Linked DNA regions of Mus musculus: all the other regions are linked to region 1. The links are chromatin contacts, called in public Hi-C and HiChIP or PLAC-seq maps. All regions are on one chromosome and are shown on one strand. Each heading gives the region's core, a stretch centred on a gene start, on an enhancer-like site or on the middle of the called end of the contact. The rest is flanking DNA. Distances are from core to core; before and after follow the strand shown.

Region 1 (4,335 bases), core at 19-2,518:
TTGCACCCCCCCCCCCCCCGGGGTCAATAGACCTTAGTATCAAGTAGCCACGGCTACTTCTCACCTTGGCACCTTCTCTTCTGATGCATCCTGACTCAGTATCCCCGAAGGGCATTCCTGACACCCGTAGAGATTCAGCCTCATTTAAGATCTGTGCCCTCACAAGCACTTAGCACCTTAGGCCCCTGCCTGATATCTTCACAGCTGTGCTGTTCCGTTCTGGCCTCCATCTTCACGCCTCTGCTCCGAAGTTCATTATCTCCCTCCACACCCAGAGGCACAGTTAGACCAAGTGTAGCAGCAGCAACCTGAGCCTGGATTACCTGGCCACCACCGGGTTGTAGTAAAGTTATTGAAATGGACTACTTCGAGTGGCTTAATTCACCTGCTGATCCACATGGGTCCCAGGTAGCAATAAATGTGGCCCAATAAAAATCCATAAGCTCCCTAGTACTTGGGAGGCAGAGACAGGCAAATCTCTATGAGTTTGAGGCCAGGTTGGTCTACAAAGTGAGTTCTAGGCCAGCTAAGGCTCTCCAGTGAGACCCTGTTTCAAAACAAACAAAAAACCTCTAAGCTCACTTAGAACTCAATGAGACTTTACCTAGCTCACTAGGTCCTGTGGTTCTTGGGTGCAAGTTCTATGTATGACAACAATGCACAAGATGTCAACAGTCTAGACATGACTGAAGGGGAAGCAACTTAAAAACCAACTCTCCAACTGGAAAAGAGGGCTCAGTGGCTAAAAGCGCCTGCTGATCTTACAGGGGACCCAGTTCCAATAAACACAGGCGCGCGCACACACACATGCAGGCATGTGCACACATGTACAGAAAAGTAAGTCTTTTAAAAAAAAACCCAAAAAGGTCAATTCTTAGGAGGACATTTTGTTTTGTCTACAATGACTGGGGAACGCCCCCACCCCCCATGCTGAACCAGTTTAAGACGGGAAGAGGTTGTCTTTGGGGCTCGAGGGAATTACATCTCTCAGCAGCATCTGCTCACCCAGAAATCTATCTCTAGAAAGGAAAAGTGAAAGACACACAGAGAGATCAGAGTGGCACACAGCCAGCCTGTGGCAGTCAGAGCCGGGCAGAGTGGCTCAGTCCGACCGACCCATGTGCACCTGGGGAGCAGAGTTGCCCTTTTGTGCTGACACAGAGGCCCAGGAGATCTGCACCCCAACCCCAGGGAGTGACCTCTCAAGGAGGCAAGGACTGAAGCCCACAAGCATCACTCCAGCACTGACAGCCACTGCCGACTGCCTGCCTGGTCACCTGCCTTCATCCGCCACCACTGCTCTGACTTAGGTCAGCCTCGGTCTTAGTCAGGGTTTCTATTCCTGCACAAAACATCATGACCACGAAGCAAGTTGGGGAGGGAAGGGTTTATTCAGCTTACACTTCCACATTGCGGTTCATCACCAATGGAAGTCAGGACAGGAACTCACACAGGGCAGGAGCTTGGAGGCAGGAGTGGGTGCAAAAGCCATGGAGGGGTGCTGCTTACTGGCTTGCTCAGCTTGCTTTCTTATAGAACCCAAGGATGGCACCACCCACAATGGGCCCTCCCACCCTTGATCACTAACTGAGAAAATGCCTTACAGCTGGATCTCATGGAGGCATTTCCTCAAGAGAGGCTCCTTTCTCTGTGATAACTCTAGCTTGTGTCAAATGGACACACAAAACCACCAAGTCTCTCACTTTCAGAGACGTTCAGGTCAATGGATCTTCAATTCACTTCAGTCCTGGCTGTTCAGGGTCTGAGGCGGCAGGACCACTTGAGCCGTGAGTTCTAGGTCCAGTCAAGGCAACACAACAAGACCCTATCTCAACCAAAAGAAAAATGGGGTCTTGGAGAGGTAGCTCTGTTGGCAGGGGGCTTGCTTAGTGTACATGAAGTCCTGAATTCAACCCCAGCCAGCACTGTATAAACCATACATGGCGGTGTTCACCTGGAATTGCAGCGCTGGAGACAGGAGGAGCAAGAGTTATGGACAGCCTAGGCTACAAGGTGTCCCTGCCTCACAAAAAGAAAAAAGAAGGGATTACACACTACCTAAGACTATCCACAGAGGAAAGGATTCACTGGCCAGGGCGCCAGGACACAAGTGGACCTGAAACCTCACGTATCACCCCGACCACAATGCTCAAATGCCTGCAAACATTTAAGCTGAGATGATGCTCCAAGCCCTGAGTGGTAGCCCAAGTGTGGTGATCTGAATGAAAATGGCTTCCACAGGCTCATTATTTGAATGCTTGCCCCTTGTTGGAGCAGGTGTGTTGCTGGGGTGGGCTTTGAGGTTTCAAAAACCTTCAGCACTCCAGGCTGTCTTGCTTTGTCTGAAGCAGACGTTTGGATACAATGTAAACTGTCAGCGGTGCTTCCGGCCATGGTCTCTAAGCCCCTCAGTAACTAGGACAGAAGCCTTCAAGCACTAGGAAGAGGCTTCCAGAAACAGTGGGTAGGCAGAAAACTGACACAGAGGTGGCCAGGAGAGGCAGGGAAGTCACAGAGGGAGAGGCCTGGGTGAAGAGTGGTCAGCAACAGAATCACTTTGGGCTTGGGACTAGTCTACAGGATCCATGCTTGCCAGACCAGCCTGTGAGCATGTGCCCCGATGACACTCTGAGAAGAGTACCAGGAATCACCTTCCTGCCTGTCCCCCAGGTCCTTGGCACCTTAAGAGCCCTGTACCTGAAACCGCTGCCACCCAGAGAACACAACCAGGCCAGTAAGCTTTACAGAACCTCTCCTAGCTGGCTGGTTCCACTTCCTGGACGCGCCCAACAGAAGCACCAGGAAAATGGTTAGTTTTAAGCTCTGTTCCTGCTGACCTCTATGTTCTGCCAGCCCAGAGCCTGTGGCTGCTTGCCTAGTTCTAAACTCATAGTAGACTCACACCAAGAGCACACACCCCAGACAGGTCCCCAGGGCTGTGGTAGTGCAGAACAAAGACCGGCCCATTTTGTGGCTGACCAATATAGCCTATCCTTTTGGTTCATTTTGTCTTGTCTTGGGGGTGGGGGATGGGGAGAAGTCTTGCTCTGTTGCCCAAGACAGCCCTGAACTACTAGGCTCAAATGATTCTTCCTTAGCTCTTTGAGCAGCTGAGACTCTGATCTGCCTTCTAGCCTAGCCACATCTATCTGTGCCCATCCCTCACAGGAACTTCCCTTTGGGAATACCAAGGCCTGGTAACGCCCACCATACTCCCTTACCTTGCTGTTCCTTCACCAACACTGGCAGAGACAGAGTTCCTGCATCCCTGCCCGGCAGGGCCATCACAGACCTTGCCTGTCTCTCAATGGCCCCCAATCCCCCCACCCCTGAAGACTACATCATTTTAGGGAGCACGGATGTCTCCCTAGGACGTTGTTGAAACGGACTCCAAATGGTATGAAACAATATAGATACATTACAGAACAGCTGGCTGAAAGCTCATGGCTGCTGATCCAAGCTCCTGGATTGGGCTTCTCCACTCAGTAGGCTTCCCTCACCACCGAGCTCCCTCCACTGCCACCACCAGCAAGTGGGAGGGAGCCCAGTGTCCCAGGCCAAGGAGGGCTCTGTCACCAGGACTGCTGAGATCTGAAGGCAGGTAAGGACTTTGCAAAGTCCTGGCAGGAATGAAGATATTGTAAAGACACCCGGTGCCTCTGGCTATCAGGCTATTGAAACAATGGACCCAGGAAAATGGAATCTCCCCCAGTAATCTCAGACTGAGAGAAAGACAAGCCAGAGGAACTCTCTCCCAGGGAAAAGATCTCAAGACAGCTCCATAACTTGTCAGAAGACCTTGCCGCCGAAGAGACTAGAGCTGAAATACTGCCTGACCACGTGACCTGGACAGCTTAGCATGTGGACCCTCGGAGCCCTGAGGATGATCCTGGTGTGTCTGTGGTGGGGGTGAACCACTGGAGGCCCTGGTGTGTATGGGTGGGCCTGATTTCTTGTCTTCCCAGGGTGAGCCCATTGAATAAACCTCCCTTTTCTGCTTTTCACCACTGTTTACTTTTTAATTGGCTCACTGAGGACAGGTGGCTGTCCCTGGCTTGTTGGAGCTGCAAGGTCCTCAGGCTCTGACATCAATTTTCATTAGTCCAGGTACTGTCTATCCCACACCAGGAAGAGCAGATGAGGCTTCAAGGAACTTACCCTCCCATCCCACATTTCTAGGTCACTGTTACAGAAGTCACACCCCCACCCCTGCCCTCTTTTGTCTCATCTCTTCCCAGTGATTTATCACCACTTATTTAAATGGATTTGAAGCCCCCGATCTGCATCTTCTGGGTCTGACTTCTCTTCTGTCGGGTGCCAAATACACACGAAGGA
Region 2 (4,517 bases), core at 142-2,641, 280 kb after region 1:
AAAATGTGATATTATTAGTACATAAATCTAATTGTTTAACTATAAGCTTAAGAGTCTTAAATCTACTGGGTAATTAGGTATTGAGATGGCTAACCAGGGGTGTGTGGGGCAATGCATGGAAGCGAGAGGAACATGCACACACACACACACACACACCCATCCTAGAACTGGCCTGGCAGAAGCCCTGTGACCTTGCAGGGCCAGAGAGTTGGTGGGCCAAGAGACCATGCAAGTGCGACCGAGTGTGATCATCTGGTGTGGGGGCCAGCCCCAGAGAGTTGGCAGGTTCTTTTCTTTAATATTTCCTGCAACACGCTCTGAGACTCTGAGACTTCATTTGGGTTGTGCCCTGCATGACAGACTATGAGGGTTGCACGGTGCTCCCTGCATTTTGTGTCATGACCAGGCTGGGGACAGTGTAAGAACTTGACCTTGCAGTCAGCTTGTCACAAGTGCAGGTGGCCTGAGGAGCCCTGAGTTCCAAACTGGCATCTGAAACAGAGGCACCTTTAAAGCATAAATCCTTTGCTGAATGCCCATGAAGCCAACGCCTCTCTGGTGTGTGTGTGTGTGTGTGTGTTTGTGTGCATGTGTGTACACACATGCATGAGTACACACAGAGGCTAGAGGTCAACCTTGGGTGTCATTCCTCCACTTTTGAGGACTAGATGCCAGCGCTTCCCTTTCCGTCTCCCAGGGATCTCTGATAGACCTGGAACTTCCCTGTTAGGCTAATCTGGTTGTTCAGCGAACCTCAGGGACTCATCTGTCTCAGCCTTCTTGGTGGTGGGATTATAGGCATGGACCACCAAGCCCTGCTTTCTACATAGCATCTGAGCACCAAACCCAGAGCCTTACGCTTGTGAGGTAGGGACTTTACTGACTGAGCCGTCTCCCTAGGTCCTTGGCATGTTCTTCGTTGACCCAGATGTCGTGGGATCCTGACTAAGAAGACACACCTTGTATGAGGGGTTGCGGTCACATAGTGTGTCCTTTAAAATAGCTCTTGTAGACTTACTTTGAGTCTGTCAAGGTTCAAAAGGTTCATATTGATAATAAATACACAGAGATGTCCCAGAGGCTTCTGTGAGTTGCTGGTGTTTAGGGCCAGGAACTTGTATTACTTGTTTCTCAGTTCATCACGGAGATGACCGTACCTACTAGAGTCTCCTTTCTTCCTGCAGAGCTGCCTTCCTGTGTGGGCTGCCCTTCTCGGCCCCAGAACTTCTTCACCCACCTTTGCTTTGCCTTATCTCTTTATGGACTACTTTTGGGGAAAGAGGAAGGCAGGGCTTGCTGCTGTTTGCCCCTGCCCTAGCACTTAGGAAGACATGGCTTTGTGAAGGCCACACCCACAATGCAGAGTGCCAGCTGGCCCAAAGCCTCCAAGAGCTCAGCAGACCACAGGCTTCAATTCAATGACTTGTTCCCTCGGAGGCCTCTCCAAGGAGCTGAGTCAGGTGAACCTTGGGAATTCCACAAGTTCCCTCCTTGCTGTCCAGCCTCAGAAGGCCCCTTTCTGAGTAGAGTGTCCCTCAGAGTAGAGTGCCCCTTCCCGAGAGAGAGCAGCCTGTCATGGCTCAAAGTCCTCTGTGGAGCAGAGTGCTTTCTTTACTATATAGTCTGGGCCTGGATTCCTGTCCTCAGATCTCTGCTTTCTGCCCATCTAAAAAGCTGGTGATGCAGGCAGAAACAAAACAAACAAAACAAAAATGGCTAGATGCCGGTGCTTCCGTTTCCGTTTCCGTCTCCCAGGGAGCACCCCTACCCTCAGCCAACGACCTCCCTCCGATGGCTCTTTATTACTTCCCACTATCAAGTTCCCCCCAGCTGTGGCAGCTGAAGTTCAAAGCTCTCTCCTTGTAGTACAGTGTGTCCTTGGAGGGCAATCTGCAGCGCTGATTAATGCTTGCTGGGTGGTTCCCGCAGCCGGCAGCCCCACAGCCGGCGGCCCCACAGCCCACGTGGGGCTCTCTGAGGCAAGTAGAAATCAGCCAGGAAGAAGTCATCCATCGTTTCTTGGGCTTGTGCTGTCAGCCTTGGGTCTTGCAGACTTCTGAAGACCCAGGAAAGGAAAATCTTGTGAGCATTTGCTAGCCCAGAGTCTCGTCCCATGCACCACCTGTGGCTGTCTACACCACACAATACAAAGGTCCACGGACCAGCAGCCGAGCAGCAGGCTCTGACCTCACCACTTACAGAGGACTGTGAAGAGCCTTGATCTATGTGTCTGTGTTACCCGATCTCAAACACTGCAGACAGTGAGGGATGACTCCTTGCTTGGGGACACGATGCAGTCTGTTAGAATGGAATTTTGGAGTTGCGGCCAGACAGAGCTCAGAGAAAATGGCAATTAGTGGGTAGACAGAAAAGCCTCGTCACCTGGGCCTGGTGCTCGGGGAACTGCTGAGCCACACTTGTCATGCATGGGACCTCACATAGGGGTGGCTCAGGCTGAGATCACTGCGGACCACGCACCTGATGCACAGCCTGCCAGCACAGTGACTGTTGGAGTGTCTGGCCAGACTGAGTGTGGTCCAGGGGAGTGGCTTTGGCCACATGGTATGACTGTAGAGTCAGTTACCCAGGGCGGAATGCCATATGGCAGGGACTTGCAAAGCAGGCAGCTGGACAGTTGATGGGCATCTCCACAGGATAGACTTTGTGCATGGTGAAGCAATATGCTAGCAATTGCCTACTGCATGCCCCGAGAAGGAATCCTATCATACTGCCAGCAGCTGTTAGCAGAGAGGGTATTCAGCAATAATTCAGAGGCCACCTTGAAAGCATGAGTGAATTCTCTCCCTTTAAAAGAATCTGGATGTGAATCTTACAGAAAACATGAAAGCAACCTCAGGAGATTGCAGAGGGGAGATGTTCTTTCCTGGGCAGGGTCATCTCAAGAGTGTGACCTTCACTTAAGAGTGGCCATGGGAGAGAAAGCAAGAAGAGACAGACAAGTACTGCAGTTAAGCTGTGTTGGTGGACAGGGCTGTGTTGGTGGGCGGGGCACTGGATCCTGCTTGTCCATCACTGTGGGAGATCGTTTCTTAAAGACAGTCATTCTGTGGAGATGCATTTCTATGTCCTCTGAAAGTAGGGAAGGCTGCTCCATCACCATAGCTACACAGCATCTTTGAGGCTGTCGGGATATGCTGTGGTGGAGAGGGCCAATGTGTGCCTTTTATGGGACCCCAACAGCCATCTTTCGAGGAATCAGAAGCCACTTTTGTGCGACTGAATTCCTGACCCATGAGTATAAACGGGGTTGACAGAAGGTGACAAATTCAGAGCCACGGAATAGCTAATCTTCCAACCTCTGGGGAGGCATTTGGGGTATGAGAACACCACCACAGGCACCACACTGACCGGAAGTAGGCTCCTACGTGGCAGGAAGTGAGCTCCAAATGGCAGGAAGTGGGCTCTAAGGTGGCAGGAAGTGGGCTTTAAGGTGGCAGGAAGTGGGCTCCAAGGTGGCAAGTGAGCTTCAAGGTGGCAGGAAGTGGGCTCCAAATGGCAGAAAGTGGGTTCCAAGGTGGAAGGAAGTGGGTTCGTGGGCACCTCATTCTTCTTATTTATTTTATTTTTCTTTGTGTGTACGCATGTGTGTCTATGTGTCTGCAGATCAAAGATCAACTTAGAACATTGTTTCTGAAGTGTCATCTATTTTGTGTTTTTTTGAGACAGGAGTTCTCATTTTCCATTGAGCTAAATGGGGCAAGCTGGCAGTCCAGTGACCCCCCCCCCCCCAAGGATCTTCTTGTCCCCGCCTCCCCTGAGTTGGGATTACCAGCACGTGCCACCACTGCCCAGGTTTGTACATGGGGATCACAGTCAGGTGCCGAGCCTTGTACCCAAGCACTTGACTGAGCCATCATCGCAGCCCATTGGCACAGCTTTCTGTTTTATTTAGCTCTGTGATTATTTGTTACAACTGTCTGGGAAATCAGCGAGGGCTTACTTACCTTTGTGGAAAACAACAACAATAATGCCAATGGTGGAGCTAGCAGCCTCTGGAGAGAAACAGATGCAGGACCTCCACAGATGCTCAAATGATGCTTTTTTTTAGCATTTCTTTTCTGTGTTCTCAGGATCAAAACTAGAAGCACATCTGCTTTCCATGGCCAAGGCGGTGCCCTAGGCATCTGCCACATTAGCCTGTGGCTTCCGGACAGATTGTCCTAGAGCTGTGAATAAGCCCCGCCCCCTGCCACGAACCCCTCTCCCCCCCACCCTCCCCAGCCATGACTTTTCTGTCCTGCTCAGCTGTACCTTTACACAGTTGCAGGGCCTGGGTGCCTTGCAGCTTCAAAGAGACCATGTTTCTTCTCGCAGGCAGCTGCTGGGGAATGAGGCCGGGCATGTGGAGGATGGGTAGAATTTCAACTCGGAGATATGCTGAGGGATCCGACTGAAAGTTAATAGATTGTTCAGATCAGCTGCCGGGCATTAGTGGGGGACTGCAGGAGTCTGAAGATAAATCCTACAGACATGTGGGACCTGTTTGGGTAACCTCC
Region 3 (4,561 bases), core at 2,026-4,525, 340 kb before region 1:
GAGTTCCTCATTAGATTTGTGGTTTGCAAATATTTCTGTCAGGCTGAAGCTCAGCTGTCGATCCTCCCAAGCAGGTCTTTTTCTGCTGAGCAAACATTTCCATTTTGACGAAGTTTGGTGCATTGATATTTCTTTTAGAGATCCTGTCATACCTGGTCACTCTGTTACCTGTCCTATGGCATCTCACAAGTGCTCTAAAGCTTTATGCTGTACCTAAATCTTTGGCCTGCTTTGTGTTAGCTTTTGTAGGAGATGTAAGGTTTAGGTCAAAGTACATTTCTTGGGCCAAGGCTGTAGTTCAACTGGTACAGTGCTTGCACCTTGCATGCATGAGGCCCTCAATTTAATCTCCAGTGGCATACACTCAAGTGCATACACATACACACACATACACAGAGGATATGGTGACACTTTCCTGAAATCTCAGCATTCTGGCGGCAGGAGCATCAGAGATTCCAGGTTGTTTACATAGTGAGTTTGAAACCAGTCTGGGCTACATGAGACTTTGTCTTGGAAAACAAAAATAAACAAGAACATTGTGTCTTCTTTATGAGGGGAGTTACGTGGCATCTGTTCCTGCCATATTTGTGTGATTTGGAGGTAAAGATAGCCCTGTCTTCCTTAAGTAGCACCCCTGTCTCTTCCTCTTTCTGTTTTATGGAATTACTATGAGTCACTTGGTATAATATTTTAGATGAAACACTCCAGAGATTGAAATTACCCTTTTAATTTTTTTTGAAGGTTTGTGAATTATTAGTTCCATTTCCTTGATAGTTTTAAGGGTGTCTCGTGTACTTATTTCCTGTTAGGAGAGAGGTGGCAGCCTGGTAGCCTTCACTTCTGTATACATTGGGTCATCTCAGCGAGGCTGTAGGAGGTTGCACCACTGCCCAGGAGTCCCTCCTCCCCAGCTCTGATTTCTCAGCTGATGACTATTCATATTTTACTGATGCTTCTCGCTTTCATAATTTCTGCTGTCTTTATTGGACTGTTTTTTGGTTTATTGTCTCTGCTGTCATTCTTTTTTTTGGCTGTTCTTGAAGTGGCAATTTAGAAGACTAAACTTGTTTGAGATTTTTCCCCTCATGTTTTCCTCAGTGTCTTGAAAGGGTTATTATTGTTTTTAAATAAATCCATACATGATTTCTAGTCAACTAGCCTTGAAGGGAACCTTTTGCACATGTGTCTGTATAAAGTTGTAGAGTTTCCATGACTCTTTAACTGCCCAGGTACCAAACTCTGTATTCAGGATGACAGAGGATGCTGACCCACAGAGCTTAAAGTCTTTCTGTGTCAGTCAAGAAGGATGGAGAGGAAGGATGCCGGTGTTATCCTCACTGCAGTAGAGCAACCTGACCTACCACCACCCTCAGGGCAAGGACCACTCAAAGGGATCCCGTGGCTTCCATCTAGAATCTTCTAATCCAGCTAATGCTGGCTCAGAGCTCAGAGACATAGGAAATGTCAAGGTCAAAGGTCTGCCAAGGGTCTGTCCCCCTTTTCCCTTCATCTCTGCACTCCAGGGGAACCAGTTGCTGTCCTTATTGCTGTGGCAAAAAGTGACTTAAGGAAAGAAGGAGTTAGCCCATCATTGCAGAGAAAGCAGGAAGGCAGAGGCATGAGAAAGCTGGTCCCACTGTGCCTAGAGCCCGGAAGTGGGGGGAAGCTGGTCCCCGGAAGTAGGGAGGCATGGGTGCTGGTGCTCAGTTCCCCTCTCCTTTTTATTCATTCTAGAGCCCCAGCCCATGGGGTGGCACTCCCCACATTCAGAGATGGTTTCCCCACTTCAAGTAGCCCAGTTTAGAAAATCCCTCACAGACACATCGGAAGGTGGGTCTAAATCCAGTCAACTTGATGACCTTAATCACCACACCAGGTGTTGGTCATCCATGGAGAATGGTCAGCCCACCTCTTCCGAAGATACCACAATTTCCCAGTGTAATCAAAATAGATCCAGGAGACTGCAACCGGACTAGGAAGGAGTCCTAACAAGGGCCAAGGTGAAGCCATAGCTGGGTTTCTCCCCAGCTGTGCAACCTTGGCAAAATCAAGGACTCTCTGTCTCCTGTCTTAGTCTGAAGCTAACCTCCTAGGGCTGTTCTGAAAGAGCAGTCTCTCTCTCTCTCTCTCTCTCTCTCTCTCTCTCTCTCTCTCTCTCTCTCTCTGTGTGTGTGTGTGTGTGTGTGTGTGTGTGAACTCATTGTAAAGAAGGCCCTGCCCACACCCGCAAGAGGCTGGCCTTGGTTGCTGCTGGCTCCTCTTGCATCATCAAACCCTCTGTCCTTCAGTTTGTCATCCACCGCTGCCTTTGATGTTTGGAAGAAGGAGGAAATCGACAACTGCTTCTCAATTCATCTCCACCCTCCGCGTCCCACCACCACCCTTAACCAAACCATTTGGTGACGGAGAAGAAGCAAGCTTATTCCAGAACATTGCAGACACTTGTTCAGAAGCCCAAGGGCACAGTGGGAGCGCGCACCAAACTAGTTCCAGCAGGAGGCAGGCAGGTTTGCTCCTGACCAACCAATCCACCTTCAGTTGCTCAGTGCCCGGCACACTACCGGGCATTTCTGTTGAATGACGCAGTTTACCTCCTCTGGGAACTGTCTGGAAATGAAGCGCCCCGCGTCAGGCAGCTCCCACCATGATTTCCCAGGCGTGGCATCCACAAAGACACTTTGAGAGGAGTAATTTGACAGAGAGCCCCCCGCCCCCAGGTTGCTGAAGTGTGGTGCTCTGACTGGCTGTGATATTCACATGCAAGCTCTGCAGACACTTTCCTAGCCAAAACGAAGTTGTTGTGTGTGTATGGGGTGGGGGTGGGGTGGAGGTGGGAATCCAGGCCACCCACACCCAAAGCAGGGTCTTCCAGTTAGCGTCATTGGAAACACGCGCATGCGCGCAAGCCCCGGCTAAGTTTTCGGTTCTCTGTCTGCTGCCAACCTGCTTCTGAAAGTCTGAAGGCTCTGTTCCAGCTGAAAGCCCCACTCCCTGGGTCAGAGAAGTTAACGATTCCCCCCACCCCACACCCCACCCCACCCCGCCCCCGCAAAGTCCTAAGGTTACTTTACAGTCATCACAGCTAGACTCCCGGTATCCCTGGGATGCCATGGCCTGGATGCTGCCTCTTTTGAGCTAATGCCCCAGGGTGCTGTTTGGTGAGCAAAGTTTAAATTCCCATTTGCACTTGAGCCTTTCACGTGTTAAATAGCTGGTTCTGAGTAGGATCTCTGGGTAGGAGCTGTCCGCAGCCGAACAAGCAGGGCGGAAGCGAGATCATGGTCATGTGACAGTATGCCAACTCTTCCATTTATCATCCGTGTGTGGCTCTTTTGAGTTCCTCTTTCTGTGCCTTGTTTTCTCACTTGCAAATCACTGTGATACCTATGTCCCCCACAAAAGGGTGTCTGAAGCAATCCAAGCTGCCCCCAAAACCCCAGCTCATGGGGAGGGGGAGGCAAGTGTTCCTTCTCTGCCCCCAGCGAATCTGAATCTTTCTCCTAGTGTGTTTATGCTTAAAAGGGCTATAGTTTCCTGGTCTTGGGATTCTATCTAGAAAGCACTTCCTGAACTAACAACTTGAAGCATTTCTCCCATGATGCCAACCAAATATATTTTAAAATGTTCAATACCTATAGTTACCAGAGAAATGAAAAACAAAATGGCAAGATTCCATCCCACCCCAGTCTCCGTGGTTATCATCAAAAAATAAATAAAAAGTAGAGACGGCTCAGTTGGTAAAGTACTTGCCCATGCAAGCCTAAGGAACTAAGTCAATGGCTAGAAACCACTCAGAAAGCCTGGTGTGAGGGTGACCCCAGTGCAGACCCCAGTGCTGGGGAAGGGAGCACAGATGGGGTCCTGGGGCTCACTGGCCTGCCCCGCCTAGCTGACTCTCCAAAACCTGGGTGAAATGATATCAAGAACTCAAAAATAAGGTGGAGAGAGGATGAGAAAGACCTGAGGTTGTGGAAACAGCAGCACATACCTGTACACCTGCATGCAGGCCCACACAACACACAGGAAGGAGGGAGAGGGAGGGAGAAAAGGGGGAGAGGGAGGAGGGGAGGGGGAAGGAGAGGGAGAGAGAAAAGGGGGAGAGGGAGAAAGAGGGAGGAGGGGAAGGAGAAGGAGAGAGAAAGGAAGAGAGAGAGGGGGAGAGGGAGGAGGAAGAGGGGGAAGGAGAAGGAGAGAGAAAATGAGGAGAGGGAGGGAGGAGGGGGAGAGGTAGAAGGAGGCAAATTCAGGAGATGACTCAATCTGCAACGTGCTTTGAATTCAAATCCTCACACCTACATTTATTTATTTATTTATTTGTTTGTTTGTTTGTTTGTTTTTGTTTTTTCGAGACCGGGTTTCTCTGTATATCCCTGGCTGTCCTGGAACTCAGTTTGTAGACCAGGCTGGCCTCGAACTCAGAAATCCGCCTGCCTCTGCCTCCTGAGTGCTGGGATTAAAGGCGAGCGTCACCACACCCGGCTACTTTTTTTTTTTTTTTAAATTGCAACCTGAGGCAGCTAAAACTCTTCACTGGTCAGCTATCTTAGCCCAGTGCATGAGG

Evidence for each region. A called contact is a pair of places that touch in the nucleus more often than the background predicts. HiChIP or PLAC-seq counts read pairs in DNA pulled down with a chosen protein or histone mark.
Region 2: an H3K4me3 HiChIP or PLAC-seq map of bone marrow-derived macrophages shows a contact between it and region 1, with 4 times the contacts expected there. The contact joins two enhancer-like sites. A contact is called at or near these places in 4 of 115 datasets of contacts at active chromatin or transcription factors (bone marrow-derived macrophages, memory CD8 T cells, microglia and 1 more) and 1 of 9 other capture datasets (liver).
Region 3: a contact with region 1 is called in a Hi-C map of B cells, with 1.7 times the contacts expected there. The contact joins two enhancer-like sites. A contact is called at or near these places in 2 of 484 Hi-C or Micro-C datasets (B cells and granulocyte-monocyte progenitors).

The regions. Positions count from the first base shown.
Region 1 is chr13:51,741,668-51,746,002 of GRCm38.p6, forward strand. All of the region lies in intron 2 of Sema4d (sema domain, immunoglobulin domain (Ig), transmembrane domain (TM) and short cytoplasmic domain, (semaphorin) 4D), which reads right to left. Among named protein-coding and RNA genes, the nearest start is that of Sema4d, 50 kb to the right of the region's middle. Within about 2 kb of position 1,269, at least 50 of the 459 cell types and tissues checked have an H3K27ac peak or open chromatin away from gene starts, as enhancers often do. A contact at or near this core is called in B cells, bone marrow-derived macrophages and microglia, where this site is marked.
Region 2 is chr13:52,023,105-52,027,621 of GRCm38.p6, forward strand. No RefSeq gene overlaps it. Among named protein-coding and RNA genes, the nearest start is that of Gm40948, 58 kb to the right of the region's middle. Within about 2 kb of position 1,392, at least 153 of the 459 cell types and tissues checked have an H3K27ac peak or open chromatin away from gene starts, as enhancers often do. A contact at or near this core is called in bone marrow-derived macrophages and microglia, where this site is marked.
Region 3 is chr13:51,398,081-51,402,641 of GRCm38.p6, forward strand. All of the region lies in intron 1 of Gm32834 (a long non-coding RNA gene), which reads right to left. Among named protein-coding and RNA genes, the nearest start is that of S1pr3, 8.3 kb to the right of the region's middle. Within about 2 kb of position 3,276, at least 136 of the 459 cell types and tissues checked have an H3K27ac peak or open chromatin away from gene starts, as enhancers often do. A contact at or near this core is called in B cells, where this site is marked.